Regions from separate parts of the Mus musculus genome. Here region 2 is linked to region 1. Evidence: chromatin contacts called from public HiChIP or PLAC-seq data. All regions are on one chromosome and are shown on one strand. The core of a region is the stretch at or near the end of the contact, and the rest is flanking DNA. Distances in the headings are between cores, read along the strand shown. Region 1 has its middle 20 kb from the start of A530095I07Rik. Region 2 has its middle 19 kb from the start of Gm52059.

What was found. HiChIP or PLAC-seq counts read pairs in DNA pulled down with a chosen protein or histone mark.
Region 2: a contact with region 1 is called in an H3K27ac HiChIP or PLAC-seq map of hepatocytes, with 3 times the contacts expected there. The contact joins two enhancer-like sites. A contact is called at or near these places in 1 of 15 datasets of contacts at CTCF or cohesin (the NIH/3T3 cell line), 29 of 484 Hi-C or Micro-C datasets (the AML12 cell line, ECoMG myeloid progenitors, the G1E-ER4 cell line and 10 more), 8 of 115 datasets of contacts at active chromatin or transcription factors (cardiomyocytes, differentiating embryonic stem cells, double positive thymocytes and 4 more) and 4 of 9 other capture datasets (adipose tissue, embryonic stem cells, liver and 1 more).

Annotation. Positions count from the first base shown.
Region 1 is chr13:69,562,673-69,565,372 of GRCm38.p6, forward strand. No RefSeq gene overlaps it. Among named protein-coding and RNA genes, the nearest start is that of A530095I07Rik, 20 kb to the left of the region's middle. Within about 2 kb of position 1,394, at least 20 of the 459 cell types and tissues checked have an H3K27ac peak or open chromatin away from gene starts, as enhancers often do. A contact at or near this core is called in hepatocytes and liver, where this site is marked.
Region 2 is chr13:69,636,961-69,639,660 of GRCm38.p6, forward strand. No RefSeq gene overlaps it. Among named protein-coding and RNA genes, the nearest start is that of Gm52059, 19 kb to the right of the region's middle. Within about 2 kb of position 1,406, at least 8 of the 459 cell types and tissues checked have an H3K27ac peak or open chromatin away from gene starts, as enhancers often do. A contact at or near this core is called in hepatocytes and liver, where this site is marked.

The DNA of each region.
Region 1 (2,700 bases), core at 144-2,643:
GCCATGGCCCTGGGCATGTTCACCTAAGTCCTCTGCACAGGGTCCTTCCAGCATCCACTTAGAATCTGCACTGGTCTTGCAGACGGTTCAGCTGGTTGTTGGAAGCACACAGCTCCTTGATCACAACTGTGACGGTCTCATCTTTCCGAGGAACTCTAAGCTCCTCCCAGACCCTCCTCCCAGGGAAACACAGAGATCATCTTCTGGCAAGGTGGCAGTAATATAATCTTGTTCCCCTGTCACCTACCATGAGGGCACCACATAGGCTGTAAGAACAGGGTGTTAGGGCCTTGGGGGCCACTGTAGGGTCACCCACCTTTCACATAGATGCAGACAAATGTTACTATAACACCACAAGGAAAACATTCTTACATCTTGAAATACTGGAACAACAGTGGCTGTGGGCTTAAAACAAGGAATCAGTGACCCAGAACCACCTAGCAGGGGAGCACATTTGTTGTGAGTGGGTGAAACACAAAGTGTCTGAGTATACAGAATGGTGTGTGATACATTGTATAACAGTCCGAACATCCCAGCAGTGGGGCGTGTGCTATTGCTGGTCATGTCAGCACATCTGAAATGACTGTCTACCCCCTCCACGGGAGCCGCTGACCTCATCGCCACCAACACTACACAGACATGAGATGGCAGGGCTAGGATTTGGACCAGAGCTTATCTGCATGCTCTGTGCCTCTAAGGACACGTTCGGGTAGTAATTGAGTGGTGACAGGGTAGCGCCTCAGCCTCTGATGAGTTCATAGTGCGTGCCTGAACACATGGTTCCTGTGAGTTGTGAATGTAGATTCCTGAAGGAGGTTGTGTCTGCAAAGATTGAATGATTACAGCTCAGAGCTGTGGGGATTTTTGCAGTGCTGAAGATCCAGAGGCTAATTACCTTATCTTGGGCTAACTTAAGGTCCTAGAACAGCCATTCCTTCCCCAACTCTGTGTCAGAACACCCAGTGACTAATAAATAAAACCTTTTGGCTTAGCAGACCACTAGCTTCCATCAACTCAAAAGCTAAGACTGTCATCAGATAGCATGTTGGGCTTATAGGAAAGACGCCCCACCCCCATCTTGCTGTAACCACCTCTGTGAGGTCCCTCAATGTATTTTAAATTTGCCTTGATTTATTATGCTCTCTCTCTCTCTGTGTGTGTTCTGCAAAAACTCTAAAACTTCGTGAAACGGTTTCCACATTGGACCAAGGAATTGGGGGTAATTTGATAGGTACCTTTTTGGTCTGCTTTCAAAGTGTTTGGTATCTAGTTTGAAAACATTCTGTATAGACGGCTTGCTTGCTTGCTCGCTTTCAGATCTCTAAAGGCATCTTGGTTTCTGCTTGCTCTTGAAATTTCCGAATGCCCTTTGGTTTCTGTTTTGTTTGTCTTTGATATGTTTCATTACCTCATGGACTTTGTTTCCTGACACTCCTCAAATACACAGACTGCCTCTCCTGTGACATTGCCCAGCCTTAAGAGTTTTATGAGCACCTGGTGATAAAGATTCTGAAGACAAAATGCACTTGTCCCCTCCATTCAAAGTGTGGAGGTGTCAGGGGAAACACCCCACAAAATGCAGTGGACTCATAGGGAAACCCAACTGTATTGGCTCACATGGGAAGACACATGTGAGGGATTGGTCACCCTGCAACATGAGTCCTCTGAAATTCCATATATGTGCAGGATAACCCCGAGACCCAGAAGGAGATGATCTCAGGGTAAAAGCTGAGAAAGTGGGTCCCAAAGGCAGCACAGAAAACAAGTGACCCACACACTATTCCCTAGCTGGCTAGACAGGTGAGTATTCAGAAGGAGAAAAGGGGTGGTGAGATGGGGGTGGGGAGCAACAAAGTTTCCAAAAAGGAAAAAGTGTTTGGAGAGGAACCACTGTCTGGCACACTGGCCAACTTTACTGATTGAAAAGGAGTTTTAAGTATAGTAATTAAAATTCTAAATTAGTTACAGAGTCTTCTCAAAGGATAAAACCAGATGATATCTTCAATTAAAAGGAAAAAAAAGCCTCATATCAAAGGCTGCATTTCTATGAAAAGATTGGGACTGTGTCCAGATACTGCTAACTCACTGCTAGCCTAGGAAACTCAATGAAGGGAAGGGGAACTTTCTCACCTTATCTGAGAGTCCATTCATATGGACTTCAAAAATACTGGTGATAAGAGAACACTCAGAGCAATAAACATTTCTCTCACTTTCTATGTTTCTCTCTGTTTGCTTTTGAGACAGGATTTCTCTGAGTAGCCCTGGCTGTCCTGGAATGGGCCCTGTAGTCCAGGGTGGCCTCGAACTCACAGAGATCCACCTGTCTTTACCTCCCAAGTGCTGGGATTAAAGGAATGTGCCACCACGCCTGGCACTTTATGTTTTTAAAAATATTTTTATGATTAGACTTATAAAGGTTGTTTATGACATTTAATATTCCAAGTGATAAAATAATGTTAGTTTCCATCCCATAAAAAAACACCAAACCCAGATACTATTGCATATACCAACAAGATTTTGCTGACAGAACCCTGATATAGCTATATAGCTGTGAGGCTATGCCAGTGCCTGGCAAATACAGAAATGGATGCTCACAGTCATCTATTGGATGGAACACAGGATCCCAATGGAGGAGCTAGAGAAAGTACCCAAGGAGCTGAAGGGGTCTGCAGCCCTATAAGAGGAACAACAATATGAACT
Region 2 (2,700 bases), core at 156-2,655, 74 kb after region 1:
TTGTGTACACTTTCTAGGTTTTTATACTTGTTGTGGGAGGGGTTCCTGGGGCCGGCCCTGGTTCTTTGATATGGTGGAAAAGGAGTTTGTGAGGGAGGAGTGCCAGGCGTGGTGGTCGGGGGAGTCCTGCAGCCCTGACTGATGAGCAGTCGGTTGCTCCCTTCCTTACATAGGTTTCTCAGAACAGAGACAGATGAGTGGTTATCTGAACATGGGTGTGATCTTTTCCTTGTATGTCCAGGGTTACAGACTCAGGCACAATTAGGAATTACAAATTGGACAGCTCTACTGTTACCAGCTGTATAACTCCAATGGACTAAAGCTTGCCTCTGCCAGAGCAAGCACATTCGTTACAGCCTGCCTTCAGGCTGGCAGTATTTGCAAGTTTTAAAGCACTCCAGACAAACAAAATATCTGAACTGGTCATTTTGTGAATAGCAGCACTTGTACCTAACTCCTTTTACTGTATCGTTTCTTCATCTATGCCAGAAAGTAGGAAAAGATTATTTCAGCCTATCTTATTGACTGAGTTACAGTCCGGGGCATATTATCTTAAAACTACATTTTGAGAGAGTTCTAAATATAAAGGGAGGCTTGAAATCTGCTACTAGTTCTGGCCAGTCAGATCTTGTCAGTTATCTGTTTACCCTGTTCCAATCATACTGCTTAAGTTTGCTTAGGGGTAAATGCCCCAAGAAGATTCCTGGAGTCATGGCCTCATTTAGAAATTCATAGCTTAATGCTCATTTATCACAGTCTCCGGGGAATCAGGATGAGTTACAAGCAGAGCCAGGTTAGAGTGAGTGCCGCACACAGAGACCAAAACCTGAACGTGAGAGACAGGAGGACAGCAGTCACAGCATCCGACTCAGCACTGCTGCATCTGTGTTAGACAGCTGTGCTGGCTTCATGACTCGTTGCTTCCGGTCGATATGGCCCTGTGAGAAGGGAAGACTTTTTCATTTTTGTAAGCTTGTTTAAGCCTCTATGTGGTCACATACATGCCATGGCTTAGGTGTGGAGGCTAAAGAAACGTCTGGCTTCTCCAGCACCATGTCTGCCTGCGGGCTGCCATACTTTCCAACATGATGATTTTTGTTTTTAAAACAGTGTCCGATTAACCACATGAAGCCTCAGGACCCAAACACAGGTGGACGTCTGCTAGCTCGCAGAGGCAGAAAGAGAAAGCCCCCAGCTGAGCCCTCCTACTCCACTGACATCCCAGGAAGGAAAAGCCCCTCCTTGCTCTCCACTCTGTCTTAAACGCCCTTCAACCCACAAGCCCTCCTCTCTCCCTCCTGGTTTGGTTTTGCTTTTTAATGTTTGCTCCGTGTCAGCTGATTGTTAGCTCTGCTCCTGCCCTATCATTGACTTTTTTCTAGCTCTTGCGTACAGAAGGCTCTTGGGTTAAAGGTGTGTGTTAGGGAAAATCAGTACCATAACTTGTTTACAGTACACAAAGCTCTTGGATAGAAGACTGCAACAAGGTTTTTCCTGTTCACAGTCTTGGGGTTCATACTGTGATCAGATAACCTGCCTTGATGATACTGGACTGAACTCCTGAACCTGTAAGCCAGCCCCAGTGAGATGTTCTCCTTATAAGAGTTGATTTGCTCATGGCGCCTCTCTCTTCACAGCAATGAAACCTTAACTAAGAAGTTGGTACCAGGGACTGGGTATTGCTGTGATCCGCCAGACTATGGTTTTGTTTGGAGGAATGTGGATTTGGGGACTTTGGATTTTGAAAGCAGCAGAGTGCTCTAAGTGGATAATACTGTTAGAAGCATGGAAGGCCGTGGTGCTGAGCATGATTTAAACTGTGGGGACTTGAGAGGTTTCTGTGGAGAAGAATTTTAGTATGTTACCTAGAGATTACTCCTAATGATATTCTGGTAAAGAAGGAGGCTGCTTTTTGCCCTTGTCCAAAGAGTCTGCTTGAAGCTAAGGTGAAAAGATTTAGATTAATTGCATTAGTAAAGAAGATCTCAAAACGGCCTAGGATAGAACCCATTCTGTGGTTCACTCTAAGGGTGTTTTGATCAAAGGTAGCAAGCTGAGAAAGGAAAAAAATACAAAATGTATGGTTCAGAGATTAAAGAGGTACCAGGAAATAGAAAGGCCCTATGTGTTCAAGAGATAAATGGATTAAAGTTATTAAATGGAATTAAGGGACCAGTGACCTCCAGGTAAGATCCCACCCAGCAACCCTCCCATCTTGTGAAAAGGAATTAAAGAAAAGCTTTGGTCCAGTCATAGTGGTACATACACCTTTAATCCCCAAAGTCAGAAGACAGAGGCATATTGGGTTCAAGGCCAGCCTGGTCTACAGAGCAAATTCCGTGACAGCCAAGCTTAGACAGTGATGGAAACTATTGAAAACAGAAAGCTGGTGATGATGTAATTGAACAAGGGGGCACGTTCCAGCCCCAGCAAGCAGCAGAACTTGTCAGGTTTGGCTCTGTGGTTCTGGCTTTCCCTCTACCACTAAAGAAAGTCTCTGAGGCCAGATGTGTGGCCGGGATGTCCTTGTACAGAAACCCAGAGAGGCCGTTGTGGGAAGCTGTGAGGGTGAAGGCTGGATTGCTTCGAATACCCCAAGAGGTTAGAGATGTCAGAGCCCTGGGGCACCTGCTGAGGAAAGCTGCTAACAAGAGGAGCCAGCCCAGTTGACAGACATCAGGCATGGAGATGCAGAGTTTG